Regions from separate parts of the Drosophila melanogaster genome. Here region 1 is linked to region 2. Evidence: chromatin contacts called from public Hi-C data. All regions are on one chromosome and are shown on one strand. The core of a region is the stretch at or near the end of the contact, and the rest is flanking DNA. Distances in the headings are between cores, read along the strand shown.

Region 1 (4,006 bases), core at 446-2,945, 2.2 Mb after region 2:
CTTCCCTTTCGCCCTTGTGGGCGTTTATCAGTTGTTTTTGGACTTAAATTCTAGCAGTGTTTGTTTTTATGTTTAGTTAAATAATTTAGATTGATGTTGCGTTTTAAATTAAATCGTTTTTAATATGTTTAAATTATTTGTTGTTGATTTACTCCCGGTTATTTTGTACTTTAAAACATTAATTCAGTTGTTTGTTGGTTGTTGTTTGTTTGTTGTTGTTGCTGCTTTTGTAGCTCGGTTGTTGATGTCTTAATTTAAATTAATTAGCAAATTGAATTCACTCTGACTTAACAACAAAAAATTCGTAATTAAATTAAAGCTTTTCAGGAAAAATAATGAGGAATTTGGGATTTATTTAGCGTTTTTCCAAGTGTAGGTTTTGCGGTTTTGCTTGAATTGTTTTTGTTTTATTCGAGAGTCCGAACGCCGCAGCGCCGTTGCCTTTGACTTCACGTTAGTTTCGTTTCCCGTTGCTTTTTTGTTTTCAGTGCTTTTGCCGTTTTCTTGTTAAACTCCGCTTTACTTGCTCCTTCGTGGTTTGCCTTTTATTTTGTTTTAGCTTTTCTTTTTGTTTATTTATTTGTTGGTGCTTTTGAGTATTGACGAGTTAATTTCACAGCGTTTCAATTTGTTTGGTTTGTTGTTGGTTTTGTTGTTGTTTTATTTGAAAGTCTTCGTTTCAAGCTTGGCTTGTTTTTTATGTTGTTTGTTGTTTTGTTTTCTTTTTTTATTTGCGCAGTCGCTTTATCTCCCTCTCTGTCTGTCTCGCTCACACCGACGGGCGGCGTAAAAATTCTCGTTTTTTCTGTTTTGTGTGTTTTTCTTTGCAAAGCAAACGAAACAAAAACAAAGAAGAGTCCAAAAAACTTAAAAAGTTTTTGCTTTGACTTTTTCCTTTTGAGCTATGTTGTTGTTGTTTTTTATTTCTGCTGTAACTTTCAATTATTTGCGATTTATATTTGTATGTATTATTTTTTGATTCGTTTTCGATGGTGATTTTTTTATTTTTTTATCATATTTGTTGTTGTTTTTTTATATTATTATTATTTTTTCAGATTATGATGAAAGTGATGTCAAAACGGAGTTTTAGTTACAAAAGCTGTTGAATGAGAAAAAGAGAAAGGTGGAAACGATTAAGAAAAATTAATACATCTTTTTTATTATTTCTTTTATTTTTGGCTAGTGAAATCTACACCGAAAGTCTTGCTGCAGTTTTATCGATTTTTCAGTGTTGCAAATGGAGAGATTTTTGCCTGCCGGAAAAAATTGCACACACACTGGCGCAACCTACTACGCACACACACATGCACGCCCATACACACGCACACGCAATTGCAATCGTAAACTATTTTTACACATTATTGTTGTGGTTTTTAGCGTAAAATTAGCAACCCCGCAGACTGCACACACACATGCACAGTCACCGAAGTGCCAAGTTGGTAGCAAAAAAACGAATTTTCATCAACTTTTTTTTCGGGCTGCAAATTTGGTACCCTCAAACGCACACACACACACACAGAAGCGTAGAAAATCTGGCTGGGCAACGAAAAAACGTTAATTCGCCATTTAAAAACTAATTTCCCTAACACATTTCATATTTTTCCATCACAGCTTTGTTCGCGGCACATTTTCTGCATATTTTCGTTCCGAATTTGAGTTAAATAATAGTCCTATTTGAAGCGAACGAGAATTTTCTGGACCAGCCACACGTACCACACGACAGCACAACAACTGCTAGCGGGCGCCATATTTGCCGACAGCACGATGGCAGTGTTGGAAGGTGTGCGAAGAGAGGGACAATTGTGACGTCAGTGGTCATGGGAGTAGGAGCAGGGATCTCTTAGCTTTTCTATTCCTATATTTAAATAATCAAAACTTATCTAAGATAACGATTTAACTTTAATTCAGTTAAAGGGACTATCTTTAATGCAATGTCTAAAAGTAGTAGAAGTGCAGGGTTATACATCTATGTCATTTTCTATGCTATCACTGCAAATTATAAAATATGAATTGTATGTGACTTTTATGTAATATTCTTAGTTTTAATAATAAACAAAAGCAATTTATGTAATTAAATGGATTATTACTAAGAAAATTACATCTAAATATTTAATTTTAAACTGTACGTATTCGAGACAAGAACCATCGCTAGCTATTTCTAACTTAAGCCAACCCCAAAATCTTTTCGCCTTTTATTAAGCGGCAATATATTGATTTAAAAAATGAAACTAGTTTTATTTGTTCTGATAAATAAATATGGAAGATATGTTATTATCTTTGTAAAATTGGAATTCCCCCAAAAATGCAGAAGTGTATTCACTTAGTTTAATTCTTAATTTTCGGAAGTTCTGTCACATAAAACATAAAACACAAAAAATCCCTTTTTTAGATTCCTTTTAGCAGCCCACAGAAAATCACATTAGTTTTACGTCTTCCTGGGTCTTTTAACGAATTTTATTTCAGCAGCTCCTTGGTTGCTTAATCCATAATTAACTTAAATGGTATTTTGCATGATAATGGGATCCAATACATATGTATGCTGATAAATTGATTATCCTTGAACAGATTTTTAAAGATTACAATTTACAAAATCTAGTTAATTGGTTACGGTGCCTTTTATACATTCGACAGTGCAAAATGTTATCAACATGAATAGATTATCAAAACGCCCTCGCTAAATATAAATCTCGGGCTAATTGTAGTTAAAAAGATTTAATATCATGTTTATAATTTTTACGTTACGAGCACTTCGATTTGGTCACACATTAAATTGCATCTGGTTTTGCATATTTTAGGGTTATTTAATTGCCTGGATTGCGTTACATTTCTATACACATTTGCAAAAGGTCCAAAGTTTGGTCTCTGTGTTGTTCTAGGGATATATTTCAAACATATATTTTTGTGACAATATTTGTTGTGTATGGTGCAGTTTATATGGAATATAAATAAATACGTCTTTATGTATGTACAGCGAAATTTTAAAATTTTAAAAACCCGTTTAGCTATAGGCTATTAAAACTGTCCATTGCTTAAAAGGGCATGAAATTTCCTCAGCTTACATGGCTTTAATACATTTCAATATTCATTTGAAGACAAACTGTTTAACATTTTAATCTTAGTGGCAAAATCAAGAATTTGGGACATAACACGGTCTTGAATATCAATAAAAATGTCAAGTATATTTGGCAGTTCGCCCACTCACGTGTAACACAAACACGTACACGATTATTTTACAAATGTTAAGTACACGAAGCAAAAGTGAAACCGAAATCTAAATGTAAATGCTCAATGAATTTACGTACACGATAACTTGTAGGTAATAACTAATGTTACATATTATTCTCTTCTCTTTCACTTAAGAACTATGCAGATATTTGCAATTAACTAAGAAAACAAGTTGCGGCAAGGCGAGAATTGGGTTGCCATCTTAGGGCTTGCTGTCGAAGCCAGCGAAATCCGACGCCTCCGACTCATCGTCATCCCTCTCGACGCCGATGCAATGGATTCCAGTCCGCAGCATAGGAGTACCCTTGCCCTTGCCCAACACCCGAGCGGCTATGACCAGCTGTAGCAGCTCCTTGGCGTTCGATGAGCTGACAATGTGCAGGACCTCGCGCAACAGCTTCTCCTTGTAGGCAAAGAACTCGATTTTCATTTCGAAAAAGTCGTGCTCATCATGCTTGGTGCCCTCGAACTCCGTGATCCTGCAGTGCAAGCTCGGCGTGGCGCTAATCACCGGCTCAAATTTGCTGGCCAGCGTCTTGGCATCGCCGAATAGCGACGTCGGCAGCTTCAGTTCGATCAGATAGCGATGCCTGATCTGCAGAAAGCCCAGGCTCACCACAATCGTGTCACCAGACCTTTGGTATGTCACACAGCTGTCCGATTCGAAGTCATCCTTCACCGTGTTCGTGTCGAAGTGCACATGGTGGTCTTGAAAAAAGAAAAGTGGATGTTAGATTTGGTTAAAAAAAAAACAATAAGTATAAATCTATAAATATAAATC
Region 2 (3,881 bases), core at 1,092-3,591:
GTTGCCCATGCGAATGAACAAATAGGCCACATGGAATTCCTGAAAAAGCGAACAGTGTAGAGATCAGAAAATATATTACATATTACACACATTGTTAAATTAAAAATGTTATTGAGTAACCCCAAATATGTTAAAGATAAGATTTACTCATTTCAATTTCAATATAAGAGTCTTCAACAATTTTACCCACTTTAGTTTTTTCAAGTCTCCCCCAAGACACAAAATTCATTTTGAACAAGCAAATTCATTGAAATTTATTAGTCCAGCGTACACATTACGATTATATATGTACATACATCGCCTCACAGACAAATGTGAGACGACAACATGAGATCACTGTGGGGAAATTAACTCCAAATGTTCTGCAGTAGAACCGGCCACTTTTTCATCGTTTATTTATATTGTCTTGGGTTATGTTTGCTTTTTAATTTGGCTTCAATTGAAAGCGAACTGAGAGATACGAAGGTCCACACATATACAAAGATACAGCCATGCGTTAATATCTTTGTACACAGGCGCACATGTTTGGTTTCAGAGATTTGTTTACTTTTCTGTGTTTTCATTAGTTTCACCCATGTGGAAGTTCATGATTTTGAAGCAAAAAAACGTCGATGTACATAATTCTGCAAATATGTATCTCACAAATTTAGCATTCGAGTTGCCAGCATTCCTGGTGTTTCGCAGTCTATATATAAACCAATGTCTCATATTCAGTTGCATTTTGTGAATTAGGAAAAGTGCAACTAAGGAATTAACACGAATGAGATCATGCTGAGCTGTTGAAATCTTAGCGCAATTATTCTCAAAATTAAATTCCCGACCTCGTGGATTACTCGCTTCCGTTGCAAGTGAGATAAGAACGTAGGCGAGTCCGAGGCACAACTTTTTATAGAACAAACTGAGAAACAATCTGATGATAAGACTGTAGTTTCTTGCGACTCGGGCCCATTATCAGGCTGCTCTCAATTCATATTTGTCGCATGCTGGTGTGCCTTAAGAAACATAATGCCTTTATCGCTAAAAAAAACCATTCCGAATGAACCGCTCGAAAAAGTCAATGCTCCGAGTCGGTTTCTAAGCAGCCTGTAAACCGAGAACTCCCATTCAAAAGTGTGTGTATGTATGTTCGTACATATCTCTGTGTATATTGTATGTAGGGACTGCTGACATACTGATAACCCACAACTCCAAAGCCTTCCCCTTTGCCAACAACAAATACTCGAGCTCAGCAACATTTTTTTCGTTCAGTTTTTGCTGTGTCGACGTCGACGAAATGAAAACCCATTAAAATTGTTTTCAAATTTTACGATCCGATCCCATCGGTCGAACCCGAAAACGAGTTGCATCCATCCACCGTCTCCCCGTCTCTATGCGTTTCTTAGGCGGATACCTTTGGTATCTTTTATGTTCTCTGCTGCTTACCTGTTCGAAGTTGATGGTCAAATTGACTTCATTGAATTTCATGCCCCTGGACAACGGAGGACTCTGCCACCAGGCCTCGGTGCCATCGATCGCGTTCTCTGGCGGATGATTCCTCTCCGGCACCGTGGGATCGCAGTAATCGCAGACCTACAAAAACGCAGAAAACACATGTTAGAAAAAGAAAATGGAATCCAAATTCAGTCCAGAGTATTTTTAGAGCCCAATTCGAATGTTCAACACATGTGGGGGACGTCTAAATGCAGTGCACACTTGAAATATAAAGTTTTGATTTTTAACTAAATAATAGTTTGAAGAAATTCTTAATTAAGTTGGATAACCAATATAATCGATTGTAATTTGTTATCTCTCCTGATTCAGCTTTATTTTGAAATTAAACATTAACTTTTTTTCAGTGTAAAGTTAAAGATTATCTCATCATGTGTGTATACTGAAAAGATTTTTGGGCGTTGCTGGATGTCGATTATAGTTACCTGTCCCTGGATAACTGAATAGTCGATATGATCGTGTTCCGTATTGGCTCCCACTAGTTTGCAGTAGAGCTCTGGTCCATCCGTATCCTGGCCACACGTAGCTGTGGCATAAATCTTCCTGCCCGTGGCCAGATTGAAATATGGTGGCGTTAGCTCCGCCTGGCAATAGGAGATGGCCAGGATTACTAGCAGAGCCCCAATGGAGGCCACTCCGTGCCCCATTGTGCCGAGAGTTCAAGCACCCGCGCTGCGATAACGACAGTCCTTTCTCCACGGACCACTTCCGGTTCTATCTCTTTCTTTCCCGGTTCACTTATGTATGTATTTCACTTTCTTATCTGCTGTATTTCACTTTTTTCACTGTTCTTTTCGTATTCCTTTGGTGGAGCTCATCCAACCGCACTGGATGGCTCTTCTCGAGCAACTGATGGCACCGCAGCGAGAAGTTTTCCTCGAGACCCCGAAAAATTTGATTTTGATAGTCGTCCGATCGGCTCTTTTCGTATGCCTTCGGCTTTTCTCGTCTTCGGCATTCTATACAGCTGAGAGAACGATAGTCTTTCCGACCCTATAATGTATTCACATCCTCTTATCCGTCTTATTTCAGAAAATTCTGAAGCCGGAATAAAAGATACGGATTATCGCCATTTGACTTATGAGGTTATATAATCATTTAAAATATATGTAATTGTATTTAATTTGTTCATTATATCAGCATTCTTCTTGGGTTCATCATAACCTAGGATAATACGAACGTTAGTTGCTAGGATTGTTAACTTAGTTCTATCACCTGTAACCAAAGTTACTTAAGACCAAGATTGTAACATCATTTCAATGCAGTTTGGTGCTTTTACTATCATCTCACATGAAATGTGTTTATAAGTTATAATGATAATTGTCTTTTGAGAATGCCCAAAAAATTTGACGAAAAATTCAAATTTCATGTGTGTTCCTTGATAAATATTCTTTCCTCATTACATCGCAGCACATCTAACTGGTCTCGCAGTTGGTGAGCAACTGATTAAACTGCAGCGAGAAGTTTTCCCGAGGCCCCAAAAGTTTTGGTGTTCGTAGTCGCTCGATCGGCAGTCGATCGGGTGCTCTTCTCTTTGGCACTTTAATTTAACTGAGAGAATGTCCGCTTATCCGATTTTGTTTTGCTCTGAACGTATGTTTACAAAATCTTTTCCAGCTATTTGTTTTTTTTCTCATTCGCCGGCCGGGCGGAATCGGAACAAAACAAAACGGAAAACCGGTTCGTTGTCATCGGGGAACGTTGTGGAATGGGTGAAACGCCTTCCGCTTATGAAGATTGACTTTAGCACTAAGAAAATGTATACTCTATCTTCTATTGAAATGTACTACTTTAAGCTTGAACGCTTGAAATAATCTCAACAATACTCCAGCCACAGCTTGATAAATTCATAGCGTTAAGCTGGGATAATTTCTTACTTTTAAGGGTTCTTAAATTGATAATATGGATAGAGCTTGTGAAAGAATTAAGCATTGATATTACAACACAAGCGATAGCTTAAAAGTACTGCTATTAGACACCGAACATTTTTATTAAGTTTTTATTGCAGCCTTTAACGTAATTTAATTTATATGTGCTTAGCCATTCGTGTAGCATTTAAAATCAAACTTATTTAAATGATTTTCCATTAAGCTATTGCCACCTTTCGTTTACCCAGAAGTGTAATAGCTTACTGAAGTAATTGTTGTTAAAGCAAAATAACTGCTACAAAACTCACTCAGGCCTGACCAAAGAATCGAAAATTGCGCACCTCAATTTTAGCCCACGATCGACAAAATCTTGAAGTTTATTGCTATACCGATTAAAAGAGCCAAATACAGAGACTAGCTAGCAGCAGCAACTATTGAAAATCACAATCACAGCTAAATATTGTGCAAAATTCATGACCAAAGTGTTGGGGCAATTCGGATTTCGCGTTTTGTATTTTTTTTTGG

Evidence for each region. Hi-C and Micro-C count contacts between places; a contact is called where the count stands out from the background.
Region 1: a contact with region 2 is called in a Hi-C map of the S2 cell line, with 3 times the contacts expected there. A contact is called at or near these places in 5 of 107 Hi-C or Micro-C datasets (the D17-c3 cell line, the S2 cell line, embryo and 1 more).

The regions. Positions count from the first base shown.
Region 1 is chr3L:8,440,620-8,444,625 of dm6, forward strand. Unr (Upstream of N-ras) reads right to left here and starts at 1,696. Exons shown (of 11, transcript NM_001259740.2): 1 at 1,588-1,696; 2 at 1-1,099. CG6983 reads right to left here. Exons shown (of 2, transcript NM_001300055.1): 2 at 2,423-3,933. The coding sequence ends at 3,428.
Region 2 is chr3L:6,215,681-6,219,561 of dm6, forward strand. LanA (Laminin A) reads right to left here and starts at 2,342. Exons shown (of 15, transcript NM_057269.3): 1 at 1,914-2,342; 2 at 1,423-1,569; 3 at 1-39. The coding sequence starts at 2,135.